Linked DNA regions of Gossypium hirsutum: region 2 is linked to region 1. Evidence: chromatin contacts called from public Hi-C data. All regions are on one chromosome and are shown on one strand. Each heading gives the region's core, a stretch centred on a gene start, on an enhancer-like site or on the middle of the called end of the contact. The rest is flanking DNA. Distances are from core to core; before and after follow the strand shown. Region 1 holds the start of LOC107950900. Region 2 has its middle 9.5 kb from the start of LOC107951280.

The links. Hi-C and Micro-C count contacts between places; a contact is called where the count stands out from the background.
Region 2: a Hi-C map of leaf shows a contact between it and region 1, with 2.2 times the contacts expected there. The contact joins the enhancer-like site here to the promoter of LOC107950900 in region 1. A contact is called at or near these places in 7 of 34 Hi-C or Micro-C datasets (anther, callus, leaf and 1 more).

What each region holds. Positions count from the first base shown.
Region 1 is chrA08:11,281,248-11,288,723 of Gossypium_hirsutum_v2.1, forward strand. It overlaps LOC107950900, which reads left to right and starts at 3,139. Exons shown (of 16, transcript XR_001698261.2): 1 at 3,139-3,327; 2 at 3,485-3,562; 3 at 3,932-4,015; 4 at 4,123-4,296; 5 at 4,472-4,540; 6 at 4,644-4,770; 7 at 5,418-5,490; 8 at 5,713-5,829; 9 at 6,846-6,965; 10 at 7,111-7,129.
Region 2 is chrA08:11,393,920-11,401,395 of Gossypium_hirsutum_v2.1, forward strand. No RefSeq gene overlaps it. Among protein-coding and RNA genes, the nearest start is that of LOC107951280, 9.5 kb to the right of the region's middle. Within about 2 kb of position 3,127, at least 5 of the 9 cell types and tissues checked have an H3K27ac peak or open chromatin away from gene starts, as enhancers often do. A contact at or near this core is called in leaf, where this site is marked.

The DNA.
Region 1 (7,476 bases), core at 1,889-4,388:
TAGGGTTTTAAGTTGATTACATTCTTAACATAATAATTGCAATTATTGAATTCGATATTTAAAATGTTTATATTTACACAAATCGTATGTGGTTGCCTGTATCGAGCGCTCTATTTAAGTTGTTACCTGATAGGTCTTACGTCACAAAATAAAAGGTCGACCAACATCAACTCGAATACTCGACAACATGGATTTTCGGAACAGGTCAAATCAACCAAGGAAGATGCAAACTAGAAAACAAATATCAATTCCATTATAAATGTAAACGCATGGTTCTGTGAAATGATAACAAATATCAACTTTCATTTTGTGAAATGGTAACAAATTACAACTTCAATTTTGTGAAATAATAACAAATATCAATCAGATTGTGCCACATCAGGGTTGTCGACGGTTGCGCGCTGGATTCCTTCTTGGTTCAGCCTTCGGGCAGGGTTGTGGTCTCAGTAGCTCTTCTTTTTCGCCTTCGTCAATTGTGATCCTTGCATTCTTGGTTGCCATCATGCATCCTCCAGTCTAGAAATGGTGGTTGGAAAGATGACCCAGCTTGGCAAAACAAAGATCCTAGAGGTGTTTGTGTCACAAATAGTGAATGAGCATAACTATGTTGAGTCCCATACATTGATGGGATAACGAGTGTACTCTCCGTCGGTGCCTGGAACATATAAGACCTATACATTATTGTCAATATTTTCATCGTCAAAGGTGCCGATGGCATAGGTGTGTAATACATCAGGGACGAATGTATTACACTCCAATTTGATATAGGACTAGAAGTAGAAAAATGTGGTGCAATATATGGTGCTTGTGTGAAGATTATAGGGTTAGAATACACAATAGAATAAGACAGTACATACTAACCGGTGGGTGGTATAGGCATCGATTCTGTGGTCGTCGGTGCTGGTTCTTACGTGGGCTCTAATAATGGACCTGCCTCGCCGGCCTTTGGATTTAAAGGGGGTCGTTGTGGCCTACTCATATGGGGATGCCAAGGCCTCGCTTCTTCTTCGTATAAATATGGTTTGCCATGGATCCTAGACCATGGCATGTACTTCGAATTGCATGCTAACTTCGAAATGATAATAGATTCACGAGTAGGTAAGAAATCATACCAATTATTCCACCTGTTGATATGTTGGGAGTGGAATACCAACCAATATCTCATCTGGCCACTGTAAGTTTATAGGATGCAGATCACTAAGGTCTTGAGGTGCCACAGGAATAGATTGTCGGAATCTAAACTGCCACAACACTCTATCAATCTTGTGCATCTTAATGGTAGCGTACACTACCAATGGGACCTTCACGAGCCAGATGTTGGGATTCACAAAGAATTCATCGGGGATGACTTCTCAAATTGTCGGATCCTCGTATGGTGTCCATTCAAACTATATTAACATGATAAAAACATTAACTATATATATACTACTAAATACGAAATAGACTACGTTAATATTATATAATTCAAATTTAAATAAAAAAATATCTCTGCTTCTAATCGCCGGTCTAATAGAAGCCGTATATCTTAAAGGTCAGTAGGTAATCCCACTTAACTTAGCCCATGGTTTCACCTATTTAAATAACTTGTCAGCATAATAATATTTATTTAAATAAATCTTATTATTAAAATGTCTACTAAATTTTATCTTGTTACGAGTGGGAATGTATACAAGTAGTTTGCTCGAGAACATAAAAATGAAAATTAGTACCGCATCCATGATTGCAATAGTAAAATCCAACTACCAATTTTGATTTTTCCTAGTTGTGTCGCTCGACATATCTCTCGGTACAATGTTACCAACACGACAAACCTCCAACTGAAGTTTCAACAACCATCTTAGATGGACGAGTGTTCATGACTTGTCCGGCATTAGGATACCCTTGATGATCTGAAGGATGTACGTCCAAGTGTGTCATTCTCTTTTGACTTCAGTCGAATCCTCATCCAGCGCGGCGAAAGTTGTTCTTATCCAAGCTATTTTGATCCGACCTCCGTAAATTGTTTCCGAAACTGAACCCAAAAGTTCACCACATATGCCTTGTCACTCACCAGACTAAACAGACCTGGTGACTACTGACCCATCTATGGTCAAACCCAACTGTAAATGCACGTCCTCTAGAGTGATAGTACACTCACCATATGGAAGATGAAATGTGTGCATCTCGGGTCTCCACCTCTCCACCAATGCGCCTACGAGTTTTGAGTCCAACTTACATCCCCGGCCTACAAGGGCCATGTGCCAAAACACTGGTTTCCCTTAAATATGTTCAATCGACGATGATGGAAGACTGAGTGGATTACGGATATAGCATTGAAAAATTCGATATTTCGCCTATTTACGTAAAAAATCAAAATATTAAGTTAATATATAACAATGAAATAAAAAATTAAACAAAAATTGAAATTTATTAAAATTTATTCTTACCATTTGCAATTGAATGACGAAAATGTACTTGTCATCATGATTGATTAGAGAATCGACCATTGCTAATTATATAGAACACGAATTAATTTAAAAAATATATTTTCAGAAAATATTAATAAAAAATCTAATAGAAAATATAATTTAGATTTTTGAAAAAAAATTGAAAATTTGAAAGAATTTTGAGAGTGGTTTGAGAAATTGAGAGAATTTTATGAGAAATGAGTAAGGGTGGGGGTTTTATAGTTTTTTTTTTACCATTGGAGAGGGGACAACAGCTATTTAAAATAGTCGTTGGAAAAGTATCCATTGAGGGGAAAACACTTCCAAAATAGTCGTTGGAAAAGTATCCATTGAGGGGAAAACGCTTCCAACTAGAAGTGTTTGGAAGCGTTTTACTAGTGACACACAAAAAGTACTTCCGGCTGAAATCGTTTTTCTAGATTTCACCTAAAAATACTTTCAGTCCTAAATCGGTCTATACCCATAAATATTTCAAAAATCAGCTTATTCTAGTAATTTTAAAAAAAATCAGCATTTTTTTAGTAATTTAATCAGAAGTCATGATTCGGCCCATTGATGTGTATTCTTTGGAAAGAAAGGGCCATCGAAAGTCTATGATAGACCTAGACCTGCTTTTTACAATCAAATGAAACTTAAGAAAGCCTTGTTGGGACTCTCTCAGGCCTCAACGCTCCAATGGTTCACTTCTCACTCAAATAAAATCCAAAGGCCGAACTACGAAATTCTTCAGGCTGAAAAGCTTTTTTTTTTTTTAACGTGAAAAGCTTGTTACAAATTAGTGAAAAAATAAATGGAAGACTCTGTACGACTCCAGAGCTTCGATCAACTCCCATCAGCTGCACAGTTCGCCTCTCAGATTGAATCTCGAAATGTTCCCGCCGTAATTTTTCTGTTTTCTCAACTTTTTGTTTCTTTTTTCCCTTTCTCTGTTCGTTTTTCGAGAAAAATTGGTCCGAACTTTTTTTTTCCTTTTGCTAATTTATATAAGCGGTAGTTGCTTCAATCTTAGTTCATTGATTTTTATTTCGTTTTGAAAGGTGTTCGTTGGATGCGTTAAGGACTGGAAAGCCGTTTCCAAGTGGAATCCTTCTAATGGAGGCCTCGGTTATCTGGAGGTTTGCTTATCCTTTTATAATTACTACAATTTTTATGCTCGCTTTTCGAGTCAAAATATTTTAAGTTGCTGGATTTTTAGTAAAATGGATAACGTTTTGGAAGTAAATAATATTTTTGTATATAATGTTGAAAGACATAATTATGCATTGAGTTTCAAATCTAGAAAAGTAGCACTAGTTTTACATTTGTTTTATTTACATCTGTGATAGTCTATTCAATAAGTTAATTAATAGGCAAGAGCTTGAATTAGTGCGTTATACATGTTGGATATGGTTTCTAGAGTTACATTTTTTTAGTGGAATTGTGCATTTTATATATTCAATTAAAGTATTTATTTTAGTATTTTTCTTGTTTGAGTATAACTTTAGGAACGGGTAGGATCATTCATGGTGGAGGCTATGTTATCTCAAACTGCACCGGTGTTTTACGGTGATCTTAGAAGCCATGAGAGGGTAATTCACTAATTCTCATGTTCTTCATACACTGAGGCTTGTGATACATTTTCTCTCTTGGGTGGATGCGAGAATTGTGATCAATTTGGTTTTGCATTTGTTTACAGGTTCCATTACCATTTTCCACTTTTATTGCCTTTTGTAAATGGCATAGGCAAAATGTCGGTAATTCTTGCAGTATTAATTCTAATTCACAAGGGCATCAACTTGAAGAATCTGACACAGAGCAAGGCTGTTCACCATTTGTAGATGCTGCTCCAAAACAAATCTACCTAGCACAGGTCGCTACTCAAAGTTCTGTGATCACTGACGTCTCTGTTAACATTTTTTTCTGCTTTTGCTTTGTTTATTTAATATGTTGAGACCAGATGGATTTCACTTTTCCTGTGTGTCCTTCATTTCAATTTTCTTTTTAAGCATGAATGTAATTGTTGAATTTTTATACTTCCGATTCAGATTCCAATTATAAATGCTGAGAATGAAGAGAGAGTTCAATTGGAAACTCTACAGGAGGACATTCAGTTGGTCTGCATATTTCTTTCTCAACTGCTTGTTATTACTAGTTAGTTCTCTAAAGAAGAACTAGTAATGCTAGGAAATTCTGATTGCAACTGCTTGATTTGCACAGCCTGCAATTTTGGAGGAAAAAAATCTTTCTTCAATTAATTTGTGGATGAACATTGCTCAAGCTAGATCAAGTGCTCACTATGACCCTCACCATAATCTTCTATGTATAATCACTGGAAGAAAACAAGGTGCATCTTCTGTTTTTACAAATTAAATATATAGATTTGTTAGTTTTTTTGTTTCTCTTGGTCAGCTCTCTATAGATAGGTGTTCTCATTTGTAATCTGTAGAATCATAACTTTCATCAACATCCAGATTGGAGGATATGACATTCTAACTCATAAATTTGTATTGCCTAGCACATATCAGCTCTGGATATAGGACTGCTGTAACTTTCTTCTTATGCTTAATCATGAAAGGACCTTGCAGACCACAGCATGAATAAGGGATATTGTCCACGTGCTGGTGTTTGAGAATGCTTGTGTACAAGGCATACAATGACATTACATTTTTACTTCCTTCTAAGTCATTCATATATGGGATGACTGAATAAGGAATATTGTCCACATGCTGGTGTTTGAGTTTCATTATCTTACTCACGGTTTTTAAGTTGTTTGTAAATAAATACTGCAGACCCAAAAACCCTAGCCGAGGTAGTCCTTTTTTCCTTTGTAAGCCATAATGGTCCGTTTCTATCTGCTTTACTTGTCATTGATTGTTAATAAGAATACACGTCTTTCACCTAGCTTGTCTTCCTTTCTTGATCAATGCATTTATTATGTGAGTAATATTAGAACGAGTTTTTGTTTTCTTGATGAACTATATGGCGTTGCAGTTGTTTTATGGCCCCCTTCTGCAAGTCCTATGCTATATCCCATGCCTATATATGGGGAGGCCTCAAACCATAGGTATGCTACTTTGTCTATCTGCATCAAGAACCTAACTTTCCTTCTATTTTGCTTTTTTTGAACTACTCTGATTATGAAAAAGGAATGCTTGGCTGGCAACATGATTGACTTTCAAATTTACTTTCTTAGCATGTTAAAATGTTTGATGTCTTTAACATTATCTATGCTCTTTGGTTGGTTCTTTTTTTTTTTTTTTTTGGGGGGGGGGGACTGTCTTGGCAGCTCTGTTGCTTTGGAAAACCCTGATTTTTCAATTCATCCAAGAGCACAATGTTCCATGGAATACTCTCAGAAGGTTACTCTTCAAGCGGGAGATGCACTTTTCATTCCCGAAGGCTGGTAAGATTAAGCTCTTATTTTTTATAAAAACATCATCTTTACAGGCTTCTCTTCCCTTCTCTTTTTGCTTGGCCTATAAGTTCCAGCATAAGATTGATTCTTTTTTATTTATTAATTCTCTCTCTCTAGAAGCTCAGCAACATCTTAGTTATAAATTACTGAGAGCATCCACTCTCTTCGTTAATGATCTTAGATTTGATTGAGTGTAGTCAAGCTAGTGCTGTCAGACTCGCACTAATGGTTTGAAGTTAGATATTCCAGTAATGATTTTGATTTGGAATTCAAACTTTTCTTTATGAGAATGGAAAGCAAGAGTGATCTGTGCCTTTTTTTTTTTTTTAACTAGAATATTTGTGACCGTACATTCAACAATACTAGCTAAATGTGATCTGTGCTTTTTCACATTTACTCAGGCTGGTGGATCGCTTAAAACATTATCTCCTCTTCCATTTTTCAAGTTTGAAAATTTCATTTCCTAAGAAATGTTTGCTTGTTATTCCTCATTTGCAAGTTTTATCTCCTTTTGAACTAGAGTTTCAAAGACATCCAATCCTACTTAGTTTGTTGTAAATGAAAAAACAAAATATGGAAAAATCTCTTTTTGATGCTACCAATACTTCAAACATACCCTCATTTCTCTCACTGGTTATATTCATGAGAGAAATGTTGAATTTGGAAGCAACCCCATTGCTTTGATGCCTAAGCACTTTGCTTTTAGATAATAGCTACTGTTTTGGATGGGAAAAACAAAATTCGAAGTAAAGTTGGCTTTCTGGTGCAAGTCAATATAGTATCTTTTTGTTGATGCCTTGACGGATGTGGTAGAGAATCATAAAAGCTGCAGTGAATGAACAAAGCATATACTGTGAGGTATCTCATAATAAGACAGTGTAAAACTTGTTGAGTAGAATTAAGTTGTGGAGTAGAATTAACAATGAACTAGAAGTGTTGTACTGGAGCTACACTTTCTTTTGTACTGCATTGAACTTGGTGATTTTTGTTTCCTATTGATACAGGTTCCACCAAGTAGATAGCGATGAGTTGACTATTGCTGTTAATTATTGGTGGCGCTCCAGCATAATGTCTAGCTTGGCAGACCACATGGATGCATATCATTTGCGCAGAATACTTAGAAGGTAGCTGTGGATCATCATCTTTTAAAATATTTTGGCTTCTTATAGTTTATCCCTCCCCCCCTTAGAAAACGAATCTGTTATTGCTATTGGTATTATTATCTGACTTGAGTTTATGTTGCTCATGGAATGAACCTGTTGTATGAAGATTGACAGACAGAGAAATGGTATGTACACTGCTATACTATTTGTTGCAGTTATATTTTTAAGTCTTGATCAGCACAACACTACTCTTGTCTGGTCATTTTGACATTCTATGATACACCATATGCTTAACAGTGGATCTTTTTTTTCCTGGCTTGTTATTTCTATCCAAATTATAGGTTTGAGTTTGCACAACTTGCATCTCTCATCAGGATTGTCTTTTCAGATCCTTTTCTTTGGTTTAATGGTTCATTTGCAACAAAAGAGCCTGTTTTCTTTGAATTTGGGTTAAAATCTTTATAGCTGTAGGGGAAGCATGAATTTTATGTTGGCAAATATGATTCTTCATCTGCTTTTTTGAACCTGTTTT
Region 2 (7,476 bases), core at 1,877-4,376, 110 kb after region 1:
ACTCAGCCATTAATTGTCTTTAACGAAAAGCTGATGTGGCACGTTAAATCATCATTTCCAACAAAAATTTTAGGTTAATTTATACAATTGGTCCTCCTATTTCTTTTGAGTAATTTTTTTTTCTTTTTTGTTCTTTTAACTTTCCTTTTTTTTCTTTATTTTCCATTTCCTTTTGCTACTCCTTCTGTTTCCTTCATTCTGCATTTCTTTTAATGTAAACAGAGGGAGAAGCAGAAGAGAATGGAAAATAAATAAATAAAAGTTAAAAGAACATAAAAAAATTAAATTTCTCAAAATGAAAAAAATATAGGGATCAATTGTAGAATTTAACCTAAAATTTAATTTTGAAATGATGATTTAACATGCCACATCAGTTTACCATTATACCATTAGCGGAAATTAACGGCTCAGTAACTAAAATGTTACAACACGATATTATAAGTGACTAAAACATAATATTTCAAACATAAATTATTAAAATGTAATCTGATACAAACAAAAATAATTATTTTAATATACCCTTAATAAAAAAAAGTTGTTTAAATGAAGGAAAGAGGGTTGTTTTTCCTTCCTTCCTTTATTTTACACTGTCTTTGAATTATATATTATAAAGGAAGAGAGAAAAAGAGAAAAGAAGGAAAATATTATTCAATATCATGAAATGAAAATATGATTTATTATGATTTTTTTTTTTACATTTACAACCTTCTTATAAAATAATTTATATGAAAGAGGAAGAGGATAAAAAAAAGAAAATTTATAGCTTTTACTTTTTTTTTTCTTAGTTTTCTCCCAAATTTTGGGTTAATGAAGACTGATTTTATGGAAGCTTTTTTTTTTCCTTACTTAAATTTAAAAAAAAAACTTAAAACCAATCTCAACAAAAAAATATTCTTCCTTTTTCTTAAAAAAATATTCTTCCTTTTTCTTACTTTCCTTTATTTTCCTTCTCTTTATTCTAATCCTAGCATAAGGTTGGAGAATATATACTATTAGTTTTTTTTTAAGATAATAATATTTTGGGTAAACTACATTATAGGTTACTCATCTATGCTTAAGTTTCTTTTTTTTATTTTATAATAATTTGTCTTTTTTAATCCATTTTCATTAATTGTCATTGATTAAGTAATAGAAAACTAAAGTGGCAGTTCTAAATTGATAAAATATGAAATTTAGCTATATGAAATTTATACATTATATAAATTTGATCTCAAATTTTTAAAAAATTAACCCTCATTATTTACGTATTATGTAATTAAGTCATTACATACATGGGCATCCCTTCTTGGTTTACACCTTCCAAAAACACCCATACCATTCATTAACTGTCATTGACTAAGCAATGGAAAACTTTTGTGACCATTCTAAATTGGTATAATAAGAAATTTAATCATCTGACAGTTATACATTATATCAATTTGATCTTAATTTTTTTTTAAAAATTAACCCTCAATAAATTAAGCCATGACATACATTAGCATCCCTTCCTAATTTACACCTTCCAAAAACACCCATACCATTCATTCGACTCATTCCCTGATAATGTAAAGCTTAGTTGTGAAGGAAATTGTGACCTAATCAGGTTGACGCGACGACCATTGCAATTGTTCAATTTCAGCCAACATGTTAAACTATAGATGAAAAGTCCAAAATCAATGCAGAAGAATCATGTCGGTGATGCAAATATGGTAGTGTTAAGTCATATAGTTAGCAGGTGTTAGTTGGTTACGTAAGTCAGTAAGCAGTTTCAGATTTGTTCTACGAGGCTTATATAACTCGTTCCAAAGAATGAGAATGGTATTTTTTCATGTATTCATCAATGAAAAGTTAATCAATGATTCAGTTCTTTCTTCCTTTCAGTTGATTCTATTTCTTTAAGTTTGTGTTCATCGTTCTTACCTAGTTTCCTTCATGGTATCATTCGCTAGATGATCTTGGGATCTACGACCACTACTAATTTCACCGATTCCGTTGCGGTTGAGCCAAATCTTGTGTCATTCTCTGCTGATCGTATGATCATTTCCTTTCCTCGTCATGAGGTAATTAAGCTCACTGAGGAGACCTACATGCAATGGCAGTAGCAAGTCAAGTTGATACTTGACGGTTATGATCTTCTTGGTTTGTTAGATGGTACCTTACCTCCGCCAGCTAGATTTGTTCACTCTACAAATGGTTCACTAGTTCTGAATCCATCGGCTCAAGTTTTCAAACAATAGGACCGATTCTTGACCTCGTGGCTTCTTTCCACGATCAGTGCCTCTCTGCTTCCGTCGTTCACTGATGCTAAGTCCGCGTGTGATGTTTGAACCACGGCGATGGATCTTTTTGCGGTTGATACGAGGGCCAAACAATCGCGTCTTCGTCATGAACTTCATTCCCTCAAGAAAGGTAACATGTTTATTCACTCTTATGTTGCTCGGATTAAAAACCTTTGTGCTTTGTTGGATACTTCAGGCTCACGGATCTCAGAAGAGGAGAAGGTTGAGATCATGCTAGCCAGACTGCCGCCGAAGTTTGAGCCAGTCGTTTCCTCGGCCTCCTTGTCCGCTGGTCTTATTCTATTTCAACGCCTCGTCAACACCCTTGTAGAGTGCGAAAGTCGGCAATCTCGTATGGTCTAGGAGTTCTCTCTCCATGCGAATCTTGTTAAGCCTACGTCGTCCCCGGTCCTAGAGAGTGCCATTCGTGGTGGTCGTTCATCATCTCATGCTCGTGGGCGGTCGTTTCGGCCTAGAATTCAGTGCCAAATCTGTAGTCGATTTGGGCATCTCACACAACAGTGCTACTACCGTTATCACAGGGATTCTGACCCTCCATCGCTGCCTCCAGTGGTGCACCACGATGGTCAGAATGCTTCGCGTGTTTTCCGTGCTCCCGCGCCTCTGTTCTCTGGGGATGACTGAGTATCGCCGTTCGGAATAAGCACTGACGAATGGGTTTATCCTCACATGAAAATGCCTAAGTTTGTTACTATCCTAGTGCTGGTCAAAATCAGGTTTTTGTTGGTCAAAATTCACATTACCTTGGTCAAAATTCGGTGTATAAAGTGGATGATTCTCACTATGGTCAGCCTGCACGTGGGCCACCTGGGTTGTTGAATAATGAGCCCAGGCCTGTTGCTAATGCTCCACCTACTGTTGGGCCTGCGTTTGGACAAGTGACGCTTGATTTTTGGCAGCCACTTGGGGTGCCTTGGACATAGGCCGCCTACTCCCCTGCCCACTACTAATAATGTTCAAGTTGATCCTTCATGGGGCTTAGGTCCGAATGCTAGGCTGCTCGGTGGTGTCTCACTTTCGTGGTACACAAAACCCCGTGCTCGTGTGTGCTCGAGTTCTGATCCATGTATTGGGCTACCTCGTGTTGGTGATATCCATGCCTCCGATTTTTCTGACACTTCTGCTTCTGGATCTCATGTTAACACGGCACAAGTTGGTTCCAATGATGATGTAAATGGTTCCTATATTCCTATGCCTGTTGGTTCCATATCCTGGTATCTTGACTCGGGTGCTAGTCATCATGTCTACCGGGATGCAACGGTATTACATGACACCACGCCATACTCAGGTATGTCTTCTCTATTAATGGGTGATGGAACTCCTACTCAGATATTGTCGATCGGTAATGGTGTTTTACCCACCCCATCCAAATTGTTATATTTGTCCAGTGTTTTATGTGTGCCCAGTATACGAAAGAATCTTTTGTCGGTATCTCAATTTGCTAATGATAATGATATGTTTTTTTAGTTTCATCTTACATATTGGGTTGTTAAGGATATCAAAACCCAAGAAATCCTATTGAAGGGCCACATTCGTGATGAGTTATATCATTTTTCTGTGCCTGTTCATGCTCCGTTTGCTGTACACACGAAGGTTACTAATAATACTATAGATTGTTCTATGTTTGTTTGTGGCATAACCGTCTTGGTCACCCGTCTGCTTCTATTGTTCACACTATATTAGACAAATGTAATATCAAGCTTAATAAATGTTGTAATAGATGTATCTATACTGCATGTCAAAAAGGTAGATCTCATAAATTACCATTTCCTGTATCTAATACTACATATCAACCTTTTGAATTGGTTGTATCTGATCTTTGAGGACCCGGTGTTGTTGCTTGTGATAATAAATGGTCAAGACGCAGTTTAGCAGGCCCATCAAGCAGTTTCAGAGTGATTGGGGTGGAGAATACCGGGCTTTCACATCTATTCTGGCCTCTCAAGGGATTGTTCATCGTTTAACTTGCCCATATACTTCTAAACAAAATAGAGTTGCTGAACGAAAACATCGACACCTTGTGGAAATGGGCCTCACATTGTTGGCCCAAGCGAATCTGTCTATGGAATACTGGGGTTACGCGTTTTGCTGTGCAGTACATATTATCAATCACCTTCCTATTGCAGTTCTACATGGGCAGTCTCCCTTTCAGGCTTTGTATAGATGTGCTCCTTCGTATGATCATTTACGGGTTTTTGGTTGTTGTTGTTATCCTTACTTACGTTCGTATGAATCACATAAGCTGGAGTTTCTGTCACAACCTTCTATTTTTTTGGGTTACAGTTCTCAACACAAAGGGTATCAATGTTGTATTCCAAATGGTAAAATTTTTATTTTCAGACATGTTTTTTATGAGAGTAAATTTTTTTCCTCCAAATGACATCAACTGTTTAGATCGGGAGTTTGGTATATCCGTCTCCACCACTTTACCTCTTGTTCAGAGAGTATCTGCTCCTTTTGTAAACCCCTCCTCACAGTTCCTAAGTGTTTCCAATCCATCTTCCGCTGGAAGTGGGTTGTCTCCATCTGGCTCACCTCCGACTGGCTTGAGTTCTAATCCAGAGTCTTATCCTCAGACTGTTGATCCTGAATGTTTTACCCGGTCTGCTGAAAGTGTTCCTTTATTGTCTCCTGATTCCTTTACCGTGTTGGCCCTTGTCAACACTTATCCGATGGTAACTCGAGCTAAAGCAGGCATTTTCAAACCCAAAGCCATGGTTGCTGAAGTTATGGAACCATCCACAATCCTGGAGGCGTTTTCTACTGATGAGTGGCGCATTGCTGCTCAGGCAGAGTATGATGCTCTTATTCGTAACTCTACTTGGGAGCTTGTTCCTTTACCTTCAAATCGCAAAATTATTAGGTGCAAATGGTTGTTCAAGTTTAAGAGAAATCCTGATGGTACTATTTCCCGGCGTAAAGCCAGATTGGTTGCCAAGGGTTGTTCTCAAGTACTTGGGTGCGACTTCAATGAAACCTTCAGCCCAGTTGTTAAACTTGTAACTATTCACGTTATTCTATCAATTGCCGTGTCCAGAGGGTGGTCTCTTCGACAAGTAGATGTAAATAATGTTTTCTTAAATAGTAAGTTAGACACAGAGGTGTTTATGCAGCAACCCCCAGGATATGTTCAATATGATTCGACTGGTCAACCACTTGTGTGTCGTCTAAAGAAGGGGTTGTACGGTCTTCGTCAGGCACCTCGCGTCTAGTTTCAAAAGCTGAAGCAGTTTCTTGTGTCAATTGGGTTCGTGGTTTCCAAGTCTGATGTGTCCTTATTTATTCGTATTCAGTCTGACTCCACGCTTTATGTCCTGGTGTATGTAGATGATATCATTATCACAGGCAGCATGTCTATCACTATTGATTGGTTTGTTAAATTGCTCAATGATGAATTCTCTCTCAAGGATATGGGTGATCTTCACTATGTCATTGGGATTGAAGTCAGTCGGTCTTCCTCCGGGTGTCTCTATTTATGTGAGGCAAAGTATGTACGGGATATACTTGATTGAGCATCGATGAGTAGTGCGAAAAGTGTCCACACCCCGATGATGAGCTCATCTACCGTTAATAAAGACGATGGTGAGTGTTTAGCGGATCTTACTGAATACAGAAGTCTGGCTGGTGCTCTTTAGTACGTAGTTCTTACTCGCCCTGATATTGCTTATGCAGTAAATCGGATATGTCAATTTACGCATAACCCTACCAATGTTCATATGACTGCTCTAAAGCGCATTTTGCCATATCTTTGTGGTACTATTGACTTTGGAGTTATTGTCCGACCGTCTGCTCGGTTGTCTCTGAACGCTTATGCCGATGCCAACTGGGGGCTTGATTTTGATGATTGCCGGTCCACTTCAAGGTTCTGTATTTATTTGGGTTCTACTCCCGTGGTGTGGGGGTCTAAGAAACAACCGGTTGTTGCTCACTCTACAGTTGAGGCTGAATATCGGAATCTTGCGACCGCTACTACTGAAGTAGTTTGGCTGCTTTCGTTACTTCAAGAGCTGCATGTCAAGTCAGCCGGTACTCTTACTGTTTGGTGTGACAGTTCAGGTGCCGTAGCTATTGCAGCTAATCTCGTTCTACACTCTAAGTTCAAACATGTTGAGTTGGATCTGTTCTTTGTCCGTGAGAAAGTTGCAGATAAGTCCATTATAGTATGAGAGGTTCCAGCTTGTGATCAAGTAGCCGACATACTTACCAAACCACTTTCGGTGGCATCTTTTGCTCAGTTTCGGACTCTTCTTTGGGTTTTACCCACGGGAAAGCTGGGTGAATGTTAAGTCATATAGTTAGCAATTGCTAGTTAGTTACGTAAGTCAGTAAGCAGTTTTAGATTTTTTATACGAGGCTTATATAACTCGTTCCAAAGAATGAGAATGGTATTTTTTCATGTATTCATCAATGAGAAGTTAATCAATGATTTAGTTCTTTCTTCCTTTCAGTTGATTCTATTTCTTTAAGTTTGTGTCCATCGTTTTTACCTAGTTTCCTTCAGGTAGGAACTATGAAGAGCCCAAGAAACAGCGTTCACACTCTCTTGGTGTTTGCAACTCAACTGTTGACAATGTCAGAAACAAAAACCAACATTGTGTCATGGTGGTGGCTATTTGATTTTCTCTTAAATCTTGGTTTTTTTTCACAATGCTGGATAAATTAGTCATCTTTAAATTGTTAAAACCTTAGGATTTTAATTTTTAAATGTTTTTAATACATTTGAACCAATAAGGGAAGAGAAAAAGGTTTTACAAACACAATCATTTATATTTTATATCGATCAATTTGAAATTTACATGTAAGTTTATCACTGTACCAATGACAAGATTGATATATAAATAAATATTTATAAAAATAATTAAGATTAGAGGACCCCATAATCTTTAAAATAGCCCAACCGTAAGTACCAATTCCTTTAAAAACTATCCAAATTTATTATAAATAAAAGAAAATGCATCGTAATATCCTTAGATAACACTTTATACTATAATCCTTGTGACCAACCCACTGAAATGATTTTAAACTAATAAATAATAATCCTGTGTGTTTAAACTAGATGATGAGTTGTTTGTCTTCACCATGAAATGATAGATTTTTCAAATTTTCTTTTTGGGCTGGAGTCAACTCATTGGCATCAAAAGGAGAACAAAGAAAAATCAATGTGAAAGATGAGAAGATAAAATAAGATTTTAATCTA